Linked DNA regions of Mus musculus: regions 1 and 2 are each linked to region 3. Evidence: chromatin contacts called from public Hi-C and HiChIP or PLAC-seq data. All regions are on one chromosome and are shown on one strand. Each heading gives the region's core, a stretch centred on a gene start, on an enhancer-like site or on the middle of the called end of the contact. The rest is flanking DNA. Distances are from core to core; before and after follow the strand shown.

Region 1 (2,700 bases), core at 172-2,671, 550 kb after region 3:
TAGCCTTGTTTATTTCATTATGGTAACAAAAAATCCTAATACACACTTGATCTACTTCCAGGTATGGTATGGCTGTCACAACATACTGATGCTCGTCTGTAGTATGTCAATGATAGTCATACATCAGCCTTCATCTGTTCCACTCCACTCCCCCACTCCCATTACAGTGCAGACATATACCTGTCACAAACATACTCAAGAATGATACAGTCCCTCGTTTGAGCCCTGAGCTCTATCCTACACATGGAATTTCTTGAAGTACAGATAAAGAGGGGCCTGTGGAGCGTCAACCACTGTGATAGCTCATTGGATAGGTCAACTCTATACCTCACATGACATAAGAATCCATGAAAAACTCCGCATAGGTACCAAAGACCAGCCATGCCATTGGGCCAGATCAATGTATATTATTGAATTCCTTAGCTTACACAGTATAATGTGCATACATTCAACAATTATAACAGAGAGAGAAAGAGAGAAAAAGAGAGGGAGAGGGAAAAGAGGAAGGAGGAAGAGAGATGGAAAGAAGGGGAAAGACTTCATCAGATTCAATTTGAGCATCTAAACATGGGCTCTGGAGAAGGCAAAGGGCGGGGACCAGCATGAAGCTATGATCTCCCATTGAACTATTTGGTGAGCTATAAACTCTGCCTGTCCATTTGAGGCAGACTGGGCTTGATCTGAGTATCCAGCACAGGAAAGGTGAGAGCCAGCCCCTGCCTATGAGACTGTCTCACAGTCATGTGAATGGCCTTGCTTAAGGCTACACAGTAATGGGAGTAGGTGGGGTTGGGGGTAGTGGATTGGAGCATCAGTGTGTTATATAGCTTCTCCGGGCCAGAGACACTGCTGTGCCTCTATGTTTCATCTAGAACTGAATTCTGAGTCAGGTTTACACTTGAGTAACTCACTTAAATCCTGGGAGCATTAAGAGATCTTCCAGGTTGGGACACATGACTACACTATAAGGATGTTTTATTTGGTGTGTTTGTTGTTGTAGGAGTAGTTTGTTGCTGTTGTTTGTTTGCTTGCTTGCTTACTTGCTTTCTCTCCTAAGTGAAGTTCAGATCACAGAAGTGACTTGCTCAAGACCACAAAGATATCAGAGGCATGAGTCTTTTGATGCTTAATTCACAAAAGCTTCCTCCTTTGAAACTCCAAATCGTGGCCATTATCTGGTCTGAGACTCAACATGGAGCCAGGGCAGGAGAGGGATCCAGCAGTAGTCAGACTTAACCGCATCAGGCACAGCGCCCATGTTCCTCCAGGTCGCCCTTTTGGGAGGCAGTGATGTCTAAGTGCTCACTCAGTCCATGGCTGAGAACATAGAATCAGAAGGCAGCTGACGTACACACGGTCTGGACTACCCATGTGAGGCTGAGAGAGAAGTGAAAGCTCTGGGCATCTGTTCCCTGTCTGTACAATGTGACCAGAGCAGGCAGCTGCTTCATCCAGTTCCTTTGAGCTAGGCTAATCAGTGTAACCCACTAGAACTCTGCGTGGCACAGCTGTAAGTATTCAGCTTAGTATTGTTGCTACTGCCAGCTGTTCTTTGTTTGTGTGATCACCTTATTCATATGTTAGAAGGTTTTAAAAGATAGGAAGAGGAGGAGGGCTTGACTTGAGTAGCTGAAAAGAAGAGAAGAGGGGGGAGGGAGAGAAGGAAGCAGCAGAAGAAAGGGGAAAGGAGGAGGAGGAAAGATGGAGGGAGAAGGAGAGAAAGAAAGGCTCAATTAATTATGAAGAGATGGCAAGCTAACAGCAGTTGTTGCAGGCCCTAGACACCACCACCACCACCACCACCACCACCACCACCACCACCACCCCCAGTCACATGCTGTTGCCCCTATAAAGCTAAGCCAGGCATTCGAACTGGGCTTCCTCAGAAACAGTTGCTATGGCTGAGGAGCACAGACAACCTGGTTTCTCTCTTCCTCCAGGCTTTGATCTTATCCACCCATCACACAGGCCCCAGTGCAGTCTGATCACAATACAAAGCACCGATGAAGCCACTGTGTAACCAGGCCGCCAGCAGCTCCATGCTGCCTCAGACGTACGGCACACAGGCATCTGCTTCTTGGCCTGGCTCTCAGGGTCCAGGGTAAAGTTTCTCATATTTAAAGCTTCCTCCAGGCTTCCTCCCAAGAAGAACCTAGATGCTAACCCATTATGGTCCTCTTGCTCTCTTGTTCCTCCTCACAGGATCCAATCAGCTCTTTTCCCCAGGGAGCTGCTGGTGCCTGACTTTGTTTATTTGTTCCCCCCAAAGGTGGAGCATATGAGGAAGGAAACTGAAGTGGCCCTTGTTGTGGTAGAGAATTGGCTTTGATGAGGAAACAGAGGGGCTGGGAGGCTGAGAATATGTCCCTTGCATGTGCACAACACCCTCTCTAGAGAGAGGATTGCAAGAGGCTTGTTGAAGAAGTATTGTTAGATTTGGATTAGTTAGGTGTCCCAGCTATTATAATATGCAAATACTCAATCCTCAGTGACTTAATACAGTAGATGTTTATTTCTCTGTCTTGCAAAATGCAGTCTGGGGATGTCCTCAGGCAATCAAGCTGGCAGAGGCACAGCCTTCTTCAACAAGCAGCTTCCAGAATCAGTGGGAGTGTAGGTCCCCAGCCTCAGAGAGAGAGGAGCAGGCAATCAAAGAGGAGCAGAGACTCCTCAAGTCAGTCTTAGGAATGGTGTGTATCA
Region 2 (2,700 bases), core at 6-2,505, 570 kb after region 3:
GGTTTAGGTTTCTCACTTGCAAATCCATCAGGGTATCCTTGTGCAGCAGGACTGTGACTTTCTAAGACTGGAAGAGAGGGTGCAGCACTCTTCAGGAGCATCCATCTTTATTCATCGTGAGATCTGTCCTGATGGTGCCAGGACTCAGAGTCTACAGAACAAGCTAGGAAGAAAGGCCAGTGCTGACAGGCTAAGCCTCACCTCCACACCCTCCATCCTACCACAGTATTGGCAGTGTGACCGAAGGGGATGAGGCGTGTATTAGCTACTTTCTGTTGCTGTGATAAACCACGATGACCAAAAGTGACCTGTGGTGGACAGAGCTTATTTTGGCTTCCAGTTCCAGAGGAATAGGAGATCAACACATCAGGAAAACATGACAATGATCAGCAGGTATGTGGACAGGAGGAGGAGCCTGAGGAATTAAGTTCTCAACAGTAAGCAGAGCCACTGGGAACTGAAAGGAAGTGGACGCTATAATCTCTCAAAACCCACCCCCAGTGATGTACTTCCTGGTGTACCTCCTGAAGGTCCCCAAAGAGCACTTCCCAAATACCCATCCCTACAGGGGTCATTTCTCATTCAAATCACTGCAGTGGGAAACACCAGAACTCATGCAGGTATGAGAGACAATGGCAGCACTGAGAGGTGGCTGCCTCTTGACCTTGCACTTGATGGAGAACCATGCCAACGTGGAAATTGACACAGGTGCCCGTTTGACAGGCAGGATTCAGAGGCTCCCTGAGCCACAGAGGTGGCAGGAAAGAGGAACATGGTGTAGCCTATGGTGAGGGAAAATCCTTTCCACTTAGGCCTTCAGTAAGGCATAGGGTTTCTTGCCAGAGTCTTGAGGGAGGACCTAGGTAACAGCTGCACTGATGTGAGGGTACAGCATGTCCTGTCTTGTGGATATAAACAGAAGCCTTCATTTCTGCCAGCCGTGGGGCTTTAAATGCCAGCATCCAGGCTTTATCACTCAAGCAAACAAGCCAGAGGAAAAAGATTACACATGATTACACGAATCTCTCTCTCTCTCTCTCCCTCTCTCCCTCTCTCTCTCTCTCCACCCTCCCCCCCCCCACCCACCTCTACCCCCTCCAGGAAGACAGTTTGGTCTGGGCTGCCCTCTGGATTTTTCCTCTCTGATTTCTCTTTCTCTCACGCAATGTTCCCTGCCCAGGCGTTACATAACAGCCCGGGCTGCAGGGAACACCTATACAAGAGGCCATGACAGTTAAACAATGGGCAGGCAGTGGCTGCCCTGAGAAAATGGAGTCATTCATGGGCTGTGTGAGAGGCGGCTCTGTTCCCAACTTGGCTCCCTGGTAAATGAAGTGCACCGAGGACAAAGAGGGAAACTTTACACTCTAGCAATTTTCCCACAGTTGCAGGCTCACAGAAAAACAAGGCACTAGTTGGCTTAGAGGAGAAAAGACAACCATATCCATAAACTTTGCTTTCTCCCCCAAGTTGCTGTCCTGTGCCAAAACCACATACTAATCTCCCAGAGAGGGAGCGGCAAGGCAAGGCTGCACTTGATTGGGCTCTGCCTCCTGCTGCTGTCTGTTTTCATCGCTGTGTGATGGGCTTTCCTCTCTGAATCATCATGTAGTTGACCTTAATGTACCTCCCTGCTTTGATGGGAAAGAATGTTGAAAGTCGAGGCGATGGATGGGTCCAAGAGAACTAATGATGTTTTTCCCTAATGCAGATGCTCGTCAGAATACAGGAATGTCTTTCCAGACACAGGGATCGAGGGCAAGAGAATCCAGAGGACGTGTAAGTACTCCTCACTTGAATCTCCACACTGATGGGCTGCCCTTCGCTCACACACTGTTAACAGGCTTGGCATTTAATCAAGCAGTTTCAAATGTCTTATAGCGCACATTTCATTTCAAACTAAATGGCATGCCAAGAAAAATCACAAAATCATAACAAAGAATCTTTTATATTAAACCCAATTCCCAAACACCAGCAATGATTTATCTATTTAGGGAGATGCATAGCTCTTGTCCAATGTATCTACATGGAGGGACTTTTGAAGTCCACTCTAGAGCTAGTGTCCCAAATACATTATTACCACTGGGGTTTCTACTGCAATCCTTGGGTGCAGGTTGGATCCTGATGTATGGAAAAGTTATGAATGAAATACAAAGATGCCTCCTTACCCATCCTGGAACCCTGTTTCCTACCCAACACCAGGGGTACTCATGGGATGAGTAGGGTAGAGAATCAGGTGACATGCTTCCTGAATGAGGGCTGGTGAGATGGCTGAATGGGAAGACGCACCCACCACCCAAGCCTGGGCACCTAAGTTCTAACCAAAGAACCTACATGATGGCTGGAGGGGAGAACCACTTTACCAGTTGTTCTCTGATCTCCACACCATTGCAGGTGCTTGCCCCCCATCACCATGTGCTCACACATTTGCTACACACACACACACACACACACACACACACACACACACACCACTAATGATTTTGATTTCTAAAATTACTTCTTAAGCAGTAAGAGCACACTAGTGGACTCCAGACTGAAAAAAAAACCAGGTACATGCAACACAGACCTGATTTGAGAGCACAGCATTATATAGGGAGAGCCAGTCCTGGGGGCCTGAAGTCAACAGCACCAGTAGAGGCCCAGTGCTGAAGGAAACAGTGGTTGAAACTCCAGAGTCCAACTCATGGGCTTGGTACC
Region 3 (2,700 bases), core at 197-2,696:
GTGGAACCTAGGAGATCCAAAGCAGAGGCTACAAGATCCTAGGGTGGGGTGCACAAGTCCCTACTCTCCACTAGAGCAGTGGCGAGCAGAACCCTATGCAGAGTATGGAAAGAGGCACAGCCCTGAGTACCCTTCCTAGGACCAAAGAGAGTGTTCCTGGACAGGTCTTTGATCTGTTGCAGAGAGTCTGCAGGCATCACCAGCTTCAGTGGGCCTCTCTTTTCCATCTCCTGAGGGAACCGCGACTCTTCCTTGGACCCTTGCCTAGGTAGCCTTCAGTCAAACGAATTCACAAGCCAAACCAGCCTCACCACGCTGGACTCTGAGAGCCCCGCCCCCGCGTCTCTCTCGGATCCTTGGCCACCTTGCTGCGCTGCTGCGCTGTGCTCCTCAACCTGCCCTTAAGCATCGTCTCTGCTCTCTGTAGCCAGGAAGGCCGGGAGGAGAAAGAGCTGGTCTTTGGTGAGGAAGTTCGGTATGTGGATTAAGTCCTATGCCCTGCCATCACTAGCTAGGCTGACTGCAACCTGTTCCTCACTGCGACCGCCCGCCCGCTCGCTCGCTCGCTCTCCCACCCTCTTCCCGGCGCAGCCGCGGATCGCTGTTGCATGCTGATCCTGGGAGGCGGCGGCGGCGGCGGCAGCGGCGAGCGCTCTGGGCGGATGCTGGCACTTGGGCTTCGCTGCTCTCTGGTTGCTGCTCAACTTCTACCCCAAAAGCAGGAGCTGTGAAGTCATTTGCCCCTCTCCGGCTGGTTCGACTTCTCATCTTCATTTTTCGGGCGATGCGGTTTACGCAGGAACCTTAGTACCGCTCTCCCCCCCACCTCCATCTCCCTCTCTCCAACCTTTGGATGCATCTCCGCTGGCAGATTTAAAGAGCCAAGTCTTGGCTGTGGAATTTCTTAGATGGACTTGCAGGGGCTGGCGTTCTAAAGCATGTCACCGTAGCTGGCCCTTGTCTTTTTTTCTTTTCATTTTTTTCAAAGTTCTTTTGTTTTCATTTCCTTCTTCCTCTCTACCCCTCACCCCGACCAATAAATCAGCAAACTGTTACCTAGCGGACCAGTGCCTGCCTTTCTCTCAGCCAGGTGGTACGTGTGCCAGAAGAGGAGCTATGTTTGAGGACCGACCTTCTCCACCCCTCTCCGGTCCCTGAACACCACCCCACGCTGGCATTTTGGGGGAAAATATTCCCTCTAGAAGCCCTACCCCCTTCTTCTTCTTCTTCTTCTTTTTTTTTCTTGAGGAATGGAGCTTCGCAGAGGTTGCCTTTAGATTCAACAGTTCAGAGCAGGGCTGAAGAGCCTGCAGGGGTCCCCAGAGGCGGTGGTCCCTGCGCCTGTGTGGATAAGGCTCTGAGCCTGCCTGTGTCTTTTCTGCCTCTTGTTGTGTGCGGGTGTTCGGCGATCACCTTTGTGTGTCTTCTGTCTGTTTAAACTTCAGGATGGCTCGCTTCGGGGAGGCGGTGGTCGTTGGCAGGCCAGGCTCAGGCGATGGAGACTCGGACCAGAGCAGGAACCGACAAGGAACCCCCGTCCCGGCCTCGGGGCCGGCGGCCGCCTACAAGCAGTCAAAAGCGCAGAGGGCGCGGACTATGGCTTTGTACAACCCCATACCAGTCCGGCAGAACTGTTTCACGGTCAACAGATCCCTGTTCATCTTCGGAGAAGATAACATTGTCAGGAAATACGCCAAGAAGCTCATCGATTGGCCATATCCTTTCTTACCCACCATGACTTCCCTCTCCCCCTTTGCATTCCATCGGGTGAGGGGGGGCACCTAGCATGGAATCTATTCCCCACCCCTTCCTGGTGCCAAAATTTGCCCCTTTGCTCAAGTGCACCCTACCTTGTTGCATTCACGGGGCAAGCCTGATGCCCCGGAGACCTATTTGGGCAGTAGTGGTTTTCAAGGTAAGACTTTTGGTTTTGGGGATTATTTTCCATGTGGAAATCTCTAAGTGTACTTAGGTGCCTGGTGTGGAGACATCTGCCTCTTTCTGGGCTTTGTCTGTTTCTTGGCCACCCCCAAAGTCCTAACCCTTTCAGAAGCTGCACTCCATGTGGTTTGGCTTACCTCAAATCTCAAGGATTCTTTCATAATCAGTTCTCTCTTTTCCACCACTTAAGCCAGTCCCTCTGCTCCCATTCCTACCAGCTGGGAAGACACTTGCACTGTCTGCCAGCAGAGAAGTTGAGGTTCTGGGAGGGATTTGCCAGATGAGAAGCTCCAAAGAGTAGACCCATGTATACAAGAAGACAAATGAGTACTTATGAAAAAGGCGTTGGGCTAGGGACTCAGCTAACTCTGGAGACCAACTTTAAGTTCTACTGAAAGTGAATGCCTGTCAGGGGAGATGATCATGTCACCACCAGCCCAAAGAGCTCAAAGTTGGAGTTCTTTCTTCAGGCAAGGAGGTGTGTTCTTCCTTTCTTGGTCCTGGGTTGTTACTCTTGCTTCTTAATGTTTGCCATACCTGGCTGCTCTCCCAGTATACTGAACCATAGATCTACTGGGCCTGAACCCATCAGCTGAGGGTCAGAGGTGTGCAAACAATTTCTCTCTAAAGCCAAGGGTGTTGCTCTTTACAAGGAGTGGGTAGGTCATCTATGGAGGTGATGGTTTGGGAGTAAAAGGCTAGGATGGAAGAAACATCTTTGCAGGTTTTACCAAGCGCACTGAATGCAGGCTGCTGATC

What was found. A called contact is a pair of places that touch in the nucleus more often than the background predicts. HiChIP or PLAC-seq counts read pairs in DNA pulled down with a chosen protein or histone mark.
Region 1: a contact with region 3 is called in an H3K4me3 HiChIP or PLAC-seq map of forebrain, with 6 times the contacts expected there. The contact joins the enhancer-like site here to the promoter of Cacna1e in region 3. A contact is called at or near these places in 2 of 39 promoter capture datasets (liver and stem cell-derived epiblast-like cells), 2 of 15 datasets of contacts at CTCF or cohesin (large pre-B cells and stem cell-derived epiblast-like cells), 35 of 484 Hi-C or Micro-C datasets (the AML12 cell line, the Ba/F3 cell line, adipose-derived mesenchymal stem cells and 17 more), 10 of 115 datasets of contacts at active chromatin or transcription factors (T-cell acute lymphoblastic leukemia, astrocytes, embryonic basal ganglia and 7 more) and 2 of 9 other capture datasets (embryonic stem cells and pancreatic islet).
Region 2: a Hi-C map of cortical neurons shows a contact between it and region 3, with 4 times the contacts expected there. The contact joins the enhancer-like site here to the promoter of Cacna1e in region 3. A contact is called at or near these places in 1 of 15 datasets of contacts at CTCF or cohesin (large pre-B cells), 1 of 484 Hi-C or Micro-C datasets (cortical neurons), 5 of 115 datasets of contacts at active chromatin or transcription factors (embryonic forebrain, embryonic stem cells, forebrain and 1 more) and 1 of 9 other capture datasets (embryonic stem cells).

The regions. Positions count from the first base shown.
Region 1 is chr1:154,174,227-154,176,926 of GRCm38.p6, reverse strand. No RefSeq gene overlaps it. Among named protein-coding and RNA genes, the nearest start is that of Zfp648, 26 kb to the left of the region's middle. Within about 2 kb of position 1,421, at least 36 of the 459 cell types and tissues checked have an H3K27ac peak or open chromatin away from gene starts, as enhancers often do. A contact at or near this core is called in cerebral cortex, cortical neurons, embryonic basal ganglia and 3 more, where this site is marked.
Region 2 is chr1:154,155,481-154,158,180 of GRCm38.p6, reverse strand. No RefSeq gene overlaps it. Among named protein-coding and RNA genes, the nearest start is that of Zfp648, 44 kb to the left of the region's middle. Within about 2 kb of position 1,255, at least 108 of the 459 cell types and tissues checked have an H3K27ac peak or open chromatin away from gene starts, as enhancers often do. A contact at or near this core is called in cortical neurons, embryonic forebrain, forebrain and 1 more, where this site is marked.
Region 3 is chr1:154,724,666-154,727,365 of GRCm38.p6, reverse strand. It overlaps Cacna1e (calcium channel, voltage-dependent, R type, alpha 1E subunit), which reads left to right and starts at 1,446. Exons shown (of 47, transcript NM_009782.3): 1 at 1,446-1,715. The coding sequence starts at 1,447.